Regions from separate parts of the Mus musculus genome. Here region 2 is linked to region 1. The links are chromatin contacts, called in public Hi-C maps. All regions are on one chromosome and are shown on one strand. Each heading gives the region's core, a stretch centred on a gene start, on an enhancer-like site or on the middle of the called end of the contact. The rest is flanking DNA. Distances are from core to core; before and after follow the strand shown. Region 1 has its middle 13 kb from the start of Gm39741. Region 2 has its middle 21 kb from the start of Gm26203.

Evidence for each region. Hi-C and Micro-C count contacts between places; a contact is called where the count stands out from the background.
Region 2: a contact with region 1 is called in a Hi-C map of liver, with 1.9 times the contacts expected there. The contact joins two enhancer-like sites. A contact is called at or near these places in 7 of 484 Hi-C or Micro-C datasets (the G1E-ER4 cell line, the HPC-7 cell line, Kupffer cells and 4 more), 3 of 115 datasets of contacts at active chromatin or transcription factors (the HPC-7 cell line, embryonic stem cells and pancreatic cancer cells) and 1 of 9 other capture datasets (embryonic stem cells).

The regions. Positions count from the first base shown.
Region 1 is chr1:191,659,817-191,664,972 of GRCm38.p6, forward strand. No RefSeq gene overlaps it. Among named protein-coding and RNA genes, the nearest start is that of Gm39741, 13 kb to the left of the region's middle. Within about 2 kb of position 2,550, at least 141 of the 459 cell types and tissues checked have an H3K27ac peak or open chromatin away from gene starts, as enhancers often do. A contact at or near this core is called in liver and pancreatic cancer cells, where this site is marked.
Region 2 is chr1:191,791,500-191,796,366 of GRCm38.p6, forward strand. No RefSeq gene overlaps it. Among named protein-coding and RNA genes, the nearest start is that of Gm26203, 21 kb to the left of the region's middle. Within about 2 kb of position 2,317, at least 37 of the 459 cell types and tissues checked have an H3K27ac peak or open chromatin away from gene starts, as enhancers often do. A contact at or near this core is called in liver and pancreatic cancer cells, where this site is marked.

The sequences.
Region 1 (5,156 bases), core at 1,300-3,799:
AAGGAAGGGAGAGCCAGCCTGTGCTCCGAGGGATGCCCTCTGGGTGGAACTCTTCCAGCACTAGTAGGGAGGGTCTAATGATGACTTCTCCGGGTTCCCTTTCTGTCTCCTCTACTGTAGCTCTCTGACTTCCTTGTGAGTCCATTTCAGAACCAAAAAGTGTGATCTCTCCTTTCCCTAAGGGAGTTACCAAGTGGGGTCCTTACATCCCCGCTTGGGTTGGAGTTTCCCAACAGTCTCATTAAGTGACTCTGAGTGTGCCTGGGACAGACACTCAAGGGAGGAGGTGGAAGCCACTGACAACAGTGGGACTGGGAGCTGTCGAAAGGAGGGAGGAACAGTCAGTCTGCTGTTGACTTGGGTCCCAAGCATACAGCCTTGCACTGACATCTCACCCACTGAAAGACAGCAGTGTTCTGCGTGCCAAGCTTACCTCCACACTCACATATCTATGTTTGTGACAGCATTTAGACAGCCTTTCCTTTGAGGGGATTTCCTTTCCCCATCTAAATTACTTCAGTGCAACAGCCAATCATGGAACCCTTCTCACCTCACAGTGGTGGGCATGCAACCCAGAAACAGCCAATCAGATCCTTCTCCTTGCCTTGTATATATGGATGCAGGGAAAGAGAAAAACCTTTCCACTAGAGATGGCTAAATAGAAGTTAAGCTATTTGCAAGTATTGCCACCCTTGTATAGAAGAGTGTCCATCCATCCACCCATCCATCCACCCATCCACCCTTCTGTCTGTACCTTTACTTATCGTCTGGATTTTCATAATGTTTACATATGGCTAGAAATACGGCTGTGAGCCAGTTTGTGTGTGGAGTGTATGAGAAAGTGTGTTTAAGTTGTTACTGTCCTCCTGGCAATCCTGTGAGGCAGCTGAGGCGCAGACTACAGGCAGCACAGAGGAGCAAGGGTTTATAGCAGACTCATCTGAACCTCAAGTTCTGCAGCAAGTCTGTCTTCCAATCTGTCTCTCCAAAGATGGGTAACGCAGACCCTGCTCACATAAGCACAGCTTGTAAGGAAAGCGGGAACTTTGTGGTATAAAGGTGACACAATGCTGTCACAGACACACGTAAATTCGTCAGGCTCCTCCAGGGAGAATAATTTTATACCTAATTGTACCTTAGTCATCCCAGCCCAATTTGTGGGATTCCTTTTTCCTTGGATGCCAAAGGAAACCTCAAAGTATTAAAGTCCCCCAAAGGTACTCCAGGCTGTTAGGAACACTGGCCATTGCCTAACAAGCAACTTTCACAACTTTCACCACAATAGTTGTATCCTGTAGCCCCTCCTACAGAGCCTGACTTGGTCTGGTCATATTTGCAGTTGCCCTGGAACCTCTTGAGCAAGACCCTCCCACACACATAGCAGGGGGTTCTTTTCAGACCCTGACTAGGCACAAACCACACCCAAACACCTGTTTTCTGAGAGATCCTTTATTTAAAGTGGGGAAGAAGAGAAAGTGGCCGTTGTGTCAGCCACTCTGGCAGAAAAACCGCAGCAAATGACCTTGCAGGCGTAATTTATAGGAAGAGGCTGGGTTAGGAGGCGGCGGCATATCTTGATTGGGTATGATAATTAGGTGAACAAATGGGACATTTGATTGCTGGACTTCAATACTTTTTGATAGCTGGACCTTGGTAGTCAGTCTCAGGAGGGGGAAGTAGCCAAATAAAGGACTAGACCTTGGTGGTTGGCTTTAGGAATGTAATCTAACAGTTTTTAGCAAGGCAGAGGGAATCGGGGAGAAGGGCAAGGCCTTCCAGAGCTATGCTTGCAAAGCCCAGGCTGGCTAGAGTCCCTTCGCCTTTTCTCCCAAGAATAATTATAAGAATAACTGGCCTTAATTCTCAATCTCTGCTCATTAGATCCTAATGCTTCCTGCTACAGCCGCAGTGAACCCACAGCTGAGCAGGAGCTGGAAAAAAAAAAACTAAATATGTATTTTTATTACCCAAACATCTGCTGAGAGAAATTAATTTGCACATGTCACTGGCAAGCCATTTGCAAGGAGCATGACACAGTCTGTTGTTTAAGCTTGGTTTTCAATCTTTTCTTTTCCTTACTCTTAACACTGCTTTCAAATTGGGCAAAGTAGCAGAGTGGGCCCACCCTTCCCTTTCTCATGCACAAGTGGACAAATTACTGAAGGTCACTACGGAGGGAACTGTACAAAGGGTATTTGGAAAGATTAGGTGTATGTGTGCCTTAGCCATCAAGGCATACTGACCATGATCCTGCTGCAATGCATTCTTGTCTATAGGTACAATGTCAAGAAAGTTGCAAAGCTGGGTGTGATGGCTCACACCTTTAATCCCAGCACTCGAAAGCAGAGCAGGCTGACCAGCCTGGTCTAAAGAGCTAGCTCCAGGTCAGCCAGGGCTACACAGAGAAACTCTGTCTGCAAAACCCAAAACAGTGAATAAATCAAAACAAGAAAGTTTCGTGTCAGTAACGAAGCAGCTGAACACACATCCCTCGTCACAGAGCTCAGCTACCTTGCAACAGCAGAGCTAAATTAGCAGTGAATCATATCTGGAAGCAAGAGCGGCAGCAGCTGGAAACTGACTCACTTATGACACGCTGCTAGGGAAACGCCCACCCAGATGACTCGGGGCCCAGTGGCACTGCTGTTGGGCCGCTGTCAACCTTCCTGGTGGAATACTCAAACCAGAATTCTCAAAATTTGGTTCCACCTTAGCCTTGCTTATGAACTTCACCTAGCAAGTTGTCATTAACTAGGTTTTAGAGGTACATAAAGGTGAAGATATTATAGTCTGTGCTCACGTGTTTACTGTTTAAGTGGTGGGGCTTTAGGAGGGGACTGGACTGTGGGAGCTCTGATGTCATTCATGGGTTAATCTAGTGGTGGGTTCATAGTGTGGTGGGCTCTTATGAGGCAGGACCTAGTTTACTGAAGTGTGGGGGCCTGGGGGGGGAGCACCCTGTCCTGTACACTTACCACAGACCCAGAGCCAATGGAGCTACACAACCATAGACTGTAACTTGTGAAATTGTGAGCCAAAACAAATCTTTCCTCCATTAAGCTGGTTTGCTCTTGGGTCTTTTGTCACAGTGCAGACTGGCATACAGGGCATATAGCTTGCAAATAGTTTAGTTCAAAGATTGTAGGAAAGACTTGCTTTTTCCTGACTCAGTTTCTAAGTCAAACAGGCCTGAGGTAGAAGGTGCTGGAATGTAGCTAACTCATTCTCAGGAAAGTAAGACGAGATTCTACGCCTGAGAGGCAGCCATGGCTGTCACCTGCCGTCCCCTCTGGGAGTTATCCCAGGACCTCAGCACTAAGTAAACATTCCAGCCTGACAAGTTGACTGCAAAGGTTAATGTGTCTCGGAAGGTTTTCATACTTGCTGATTTTTGAAAAAAATCAAGCATCCCAGAGCAATGGAGACTGAGATCGGCAATTCACAAAAGATTTGAGCTATTTTAGTTGTGGCTTAAAAATTAACAACACCAAAAAAAAGTTAGGGAGTAGCCTGGCAGAAAACCTGCGATGCTGGCCTCCAAAGGGCACCGTGCCTGGATATTTCTACCTTAGAAAACAACACTTTCCCATGGTATAACACTTCAACTCGAGAAACACATTTGCATGCATTACCAAGTCTCCAGAGAGCAGCTGCAATTTCTGAGGTGACCTGAGGTAATTCACAACTCCTCGACCTCTTTTCCTTCTTCCTCTAACCCTCTCCTCCTATCTCCTTGGGTTTGTATCCCTCCTAATGTATTTTCTTTCTCTCCTGTTGATTTTGCTTTTCTTAGTTTCTGCTATATAGTTCTCTTAGCTTCTGTTCAGCCTCCGAACAAGCCATAGATCTTTGCGGGGTTAGCCAGAGTTCAGATCCTGATCTAATCCAAAGAGGACTTTTGGAGTCTGTTCTATAATATCAAAATATTTATCTTTCCTAGTGAGTTTCCTTTGTTTCTAGATAGATTCTCAAATAGTGAGTGGGTTGTGTACTGGAAGCCACGGTGTGTGGGGGAGGTCATCTACCTGTCTCGCCTCGATGAGCCAGCCAACACAAGCTGCAAGATCTAAAGTTCAAGGTGCCTTATGGAGTTGCCTTATGGAGGTGTCGTATGGGCTTCTTTGTGCTATATCTCTCCAGATTTACATTGGGAATTCTGACTACCTTAGAATAGGATTTCATGGACTGGAGAGATGGCTCAGTGGTTAAGAGCACTGACTGCTCTTGCGAAGGTCCTGAGTTCAAATCCCAGCAACCACACATGGTGGCTCACAACCATCCATAATAAGATCTGACACCCTTTTCTGGGGTGTCTGAAGACAGCTACAGTGTATTTACATATAATAACTAAATCTTTAAAAAAAAATAGGACTTCATTTGGAACATGACCAACAAGGCAAACAGTTGCACAATATTAGAATGAAATTGAAAATGAAGTCACACAAGCAAGCCCCAACATAAATGAAAGGTATCTTCTATAAAGTGGGGAGATTAAGGACCAACCACACACAGAGGGAAGACTGAGCCCGTGAGAACGCAGTGAGAGAACGGCCACCTAACAGCCAAGGAGGGCGGCATGGAGCGCACTGTTTACCTCACAGCCCTCAGAAGGATTCTTTTTTATTATTATTAGATATTTTCTTCATTTACAGTTCAAATGCTATCACAAAAGTCCCCTATACCCTCCCCCCACCCTGCTCCCCTACCCACTCACTCCCACTTCTTGGCCCTGGCGTTCCCCTGTACTGAGGCAGATAAAGTTTGCACGACCAATGGGCCTCTCTTTCCACTGATGGCTGACTATGCTATCTTCTGCTACATATGCAGCTAGAGACACGAGCTCTGGGGTTACTGGTTAGTTCATATTGTTGTTCCACCTATAGGGTTGCAGACATCTTCAGCTCTTGGGTACTTTCTTGAGCTCCTACATCCTCAGAAGGATTCTGTCTGCATTCTGATCCCTGAGTTCTGGCCTTCAAACCCATGAGAAAATGTAACTCTACTCTTATGCTACCCAGTTTGTGGTACAGCACACTCTCCCTGGACAGTCGGAAAACGGAGCAGCAGGCACAGAGACTCAGTTCCCCCCACCCCCACCCCCACCCCCACCTTGTCACAGGATTATTTTAAGTCTCAAACGGTCTAAGAGAAACAAC
Region 2 (4,867 bases), core at 1,067-3,566, 130 kb after region 1:
CATGTTAGCAAGGCCAGTCCTGTCCCTGCTTCTGGTGACTCAGAGAGGCCTTGGCATGTCCTTCCATCTCTGCTCCACCTGAGTTAGCTTTCTCCCCATAGCCACAGCCTCTCTCCTTAGGACATCGCTCATTAGATTAAGAGCCCTGAACTCAGGATGGCTCCATCTCAAGATCCTGGGAGAATTTTGCCTTCTGAGGCAACGAACTGGGGTGACATGAGTCCAGGGCTGTCCATAGCTACACTGCTCTCACAGAACACTGAGGAAGCTCTGAGGCTAGAGGAGAACATGGATCACACAGAGTAAGAGGCCGCAGAGAGAAAGGTGAGAATGGCGAATCCAAATGCCAAGTGTGAGCCCAAGGATGGCTCCCCCGTGTTATGGAGACTTGTAGTTCTCTGGGTTGTTTAACCTGGTCTGAGCTGAGTGTCTCTCATTTACAAGAGAGCCCAGGCTGAGGATTAACTTATTTATTTAGTGGATTACTCGCTTAGAATGCATGACGCCCTGGATTTGATTCCCAGTGCCGTATAAACCAACTGTGGTGTCACAAGCCTGCAGGCCCAGCACTTGGGAGGTGGAGGCAGGAGGACCAGAAGGTCAAAAATATCTTCAGCTACCCAATGAGTTCAAGGCTAGCCTGGGCTATTCTGAGAAAATATACATACATACATACATACATACATACATACATACATACATACCTATGTACATGAATGAGTTCATCCTAGCTAGTCAGCTTTAACTGCCAAATTGACAGAACCTAGAATTTATCTAGGAAGAGAATTTCAATCAAGGAATTGCCTCTCATAATGGCCCGTGGGCACGTCTGGAGGCAGGGATTGTTCACTGGGTAGAATGGCCCAGTCTTCTGTGGGTAGCACCATCCCGCAAGCAGATGGTCCTAAACCGTATGAGAAAGCTAGATGAGCATACACCTGAGTGCCAGCCAGCAGCTGCTCCACAGTTCCTGTTGTGTCACTTTGTGACGGGAGTTTTCTCGGGGAGAGGCAAATGGTGTGTGGAATAGCAAGCAGGCTTGTCTGGCTTTAGGTTCCTTCTTGAGTTTCTGCCTTGGCTTCCCTCTACGAAGGACAGTACTGTGGACGTGTAACCCAAATAAACCCTTTCTTTCCCAAAGTTGCTTGCTGTCCCGTTGCCCCAAATCCCAGCTGCTTTCTTGCCCCCAGAATCCTGTTTACCCTCTAACACCCAGTTCCAGGCCAAAGCCTCCAGAGAACCTTCCATCACCAGAACTTCCAGTTTGATGTTTTTTTCTTGGTTCCATGCACACTGGGCACATCTCTGCTGTGTCCTGTAGCAGTCATGCCAGAAACTATTGGTCTGTATCCCTTATGATCCAGAGGTGAGCTCCTACCTCCTTTCCCCCTGCTGTGCAGTGGCAGTCTCAGTACAGAGAAGGTGTGTGCCAACAAGCAATGGGCTTGCAGTTTGGCTCTGCTGGGGCAAACTGTAGACAAGACCAGAGACCTTGTGGAGAACGGGGTGCCCCAGCTTCACTGCTCCAGCTAGTGGGATGGAAGTCTACACAGGCCTCCACAGCCGCAGTTCCCAGACATCTTTTGCTTGCTTATTTTCCAGCTCCCCTCAGTGGAACTCACTGTTGGCTTACTTGGCACCCTGGGCCATTTGGCCTTCAGTTAGGCCCAGTCTCCCAGGTGCTGGCCAGAGTCCAAGGTAATCCTTGAGATCACTCTGAGTGTTGTTGGTAAACGACCCAGGAGATTAGGTTACTGCTGGATAATGTTCACTGCCTTTGTTCAGATCCACGTGATGTTGCAGGAGGAGGGACATGGGGTATGAATTATTGAGGAAATCTCGGGTTCTCACCGATTCCCTGGTGATGCTGATATGCCCCGAAACCCGAGAGGAGTGACCCTTGGGTGCTACAGCTAGGATTGAGTACGAGTCAGAGCCAGCCACGGATTGAGACCCAGAGTCTAGAAGTTCATCACAGCCCCATGTGGGAAGCCCTGAGCAGATAGGAGTTCCTAAAAGATCTGCAGAGAGGAAGGAATGGCCCACGGACAGAAACCCAGCTGAAAATCACTCTAGCTTCGGGTGCTGTGAAGACTAAGAGAAAACAAGCCTGACTCCTCCTGGAAGAGCTCAGGGGAGGCATGGTCACCCCTAAAAAGATACTCAGTTCATTGTGGGAGGCCTGATAACAAACAAGGTCCAGGCAAAACTTAAACACCAAGCAGGAGGCCAGAACTAGCCAAGCTGCTGTAGGGGCCCAGCCCAGGATTAGTACCCAGGCAGCCCCACTCCCCTGAGGCCTCTATATAGTCCAATGCAGAGCCTTTGCAAAGCATTCTGGGAACCAACTTGTTTCCTACTCCCTTGGAGCATCGTGAGATGCAATGGCTGCCAGGGTGTTGTTTGTAGCCTGTTGTCTGGGCTGCTATCTGGAAGACGGGGGAAGGAAGGAGAGAGGAGAGGCTGCACAGCATCCATTTCCTGTTTTCCTTTCCTTGTTAGGAGGCAGCTCACATGTTTGCTTAGGCTTCTGGCCACCTGCACTTTGACTCATAGTATCACAGACAGCTACGTTGCAAGAGTGTGTGTGTGTGTGTGTGTGTGTGTGTGTGTGTGTGTGTGTGTGTTTGAACCCACCAGGTCTGAGGTGCAACTCTACAAGCCTGGTATTTGCACACTTGTACATCTGTGCATGGGTGTGGTCAGCTGTGATAACTCCTGTTTTTCCCAGGTGGTCCTTGTGCATATAACCTCGTGCTGTGTTCATGCTCTGAACCTTCTTTAGCGAACACACTGAAAGTTTCCTCTCCAGGTTCAAAGTTCAGAGCTTGATGACATCAGTTTAATATGCTGGTCAGTGAGCTACGGGGCTCCATCTCCACCTCCCAAACCTGCACCATGTCCGGCTTCCATCCCTTTCAACTTTTGCATGATGTGCGAAGTCTTTCCCAGAATACTGGTGGTGCCTCCTCTTCTGCTCATTCATTCTACAGACCAGCTGTGCATCTCTCAAGCCACTGTGGGTTGAGAAGCAGAGACGAGTAAGATCTGGTTTCTGTCCTCATGAAGTATGCACTCATCATGAAGAAAGACCTCAGCTCTGCTCGGCTGCTCAGAGGCAGACTCTGATAAGCCACAGGGAAGGAGGCGTATCCCCCAGAGGGACGCAGGGAAGGGGGGAGGGAAGGGGGGCACATCCCTCACAGGGACACAGGGAAGGGAGTGGGCATATACCCTACCTTCCTCCAGAAACCTGGAGGCCCTTCTTTGAGGTCGCTCTTCTGGCACCAAAACTAGGAGAGGTTTAGTCTTTACTAAGAAACGAGGCCTGTTCCTTAGGCCACCAAGTTTGTAGAAGTTTGTCACAGTAGGTACAGGAGATGAATGTGACAATGTATAACCGAGCATTTACAAAGGTTCAAGTGCAATTCAGCACAGAAGGCAGTGGGCAAATGGGGAGAGGCAGCTGGACACTCATGCGGGTGAGTTCACAACCTTCCACAGCTTTTGACATACACAAAACAAACTCGAAATGGGTCAAAACCTAAATATAAGCAGAATAGTGGCACATGCCTGTAACCCTGACACTCGGGAGGCAGACACAGGAGAATCATGAGTTCAAGGCCAGTCTGAGCTATGTAGCTAACCAATGTTTCACACAAGTAAACAACCAAACTCAAAGGAAAAATGCTGATTGCAAAGCCAAAGTCTTGGCGGAACGTGGCAGCGCGTTCTGTAACCCAGGCACTGAGAAGGTTAAGGCAGGAGGATTGCAGAGAGTCCAAGGCCTGCATGGGCTACAACGTGAATAGCATGCCAGCCACGGCTCAAAAAATAATCACAAAGCCAACCAAAAATACTAAGTATAAAAACAAAACCATGAAACCCTTGTAGAACCACACAAGAAAACCTGGTGCTCTCCTGAGAGGCAGGGTTTCTTAGCCATGATACCAAGCATGAGCCATGCAATTTAAAACTTTATCAACCTGACAACTTAACCTAAAAGTCTCTGTTATCATTTTAATTTTTAATGTCATTTTTAATGATGGATCTTAAATGTTTTAACCTCCCTAGTAGCCCATCATCTACCAGAGGTAGTGGAGAAGAAAGGAAATGGGGGCGGGGGACATGGACCTGTTCAGAAATTGTTCTTTGTAGTAAATCTCATCTGTGTCCTCAGGAAACTAGTCGTTTAGTTCACAGGTGGGCAACGACAGCTCGATCCACTTGCTTTACGGGTATACCAGTAGTCCAATCTGGTAATGTTGGGGTAGCATCGGCAGTGACAGACCTAGCAGGAAGTGCCAGGCCTTAGTCGACACAAGTGGACAGGAAGGACCAGAGCCAATAGGAACATCAAGGAAAGTTCTCAGCTGTGCCTCTCTCAGCGAATCAAAATGAAGATCAATGAAGACGTGAGACCAATAAACGTTTAGCTATACAAACAATCCGAGCTCAGCCTTCTTCATTGTCTGTCGATATCGATGTCACAAAGTTGGACATTTTCACTGGACGAGTAAGACAGAAGACAAAGTGGGGAGAGGGCAGAAAAACACCAAGGAAGATTCTAATGAAGCCAGTCCGCCATAGGTGTAGCTGTCTTGGCCATCTTGGTTGTCACCATGACTACATCTGGAATCAACTAAACCCAAGTGGCTTGGCACACCTGTGAAGGCTTTTCTTAAGCATATTATTTGAAATAGGAAAGCCCACCTTCAGTCTGGTCCAGACCTTTTGGTGCAGCCCAGATAAAAGGTTGTGGAGAAGGAAGCTTTGTTGTTTGCTTACTTGCCCTTACTTTCCTGGAAAGTTCATCTATCCTGGGGTGTGGCCAGTGTTAAACCTATTTCATCAGGATTCCAGGGCA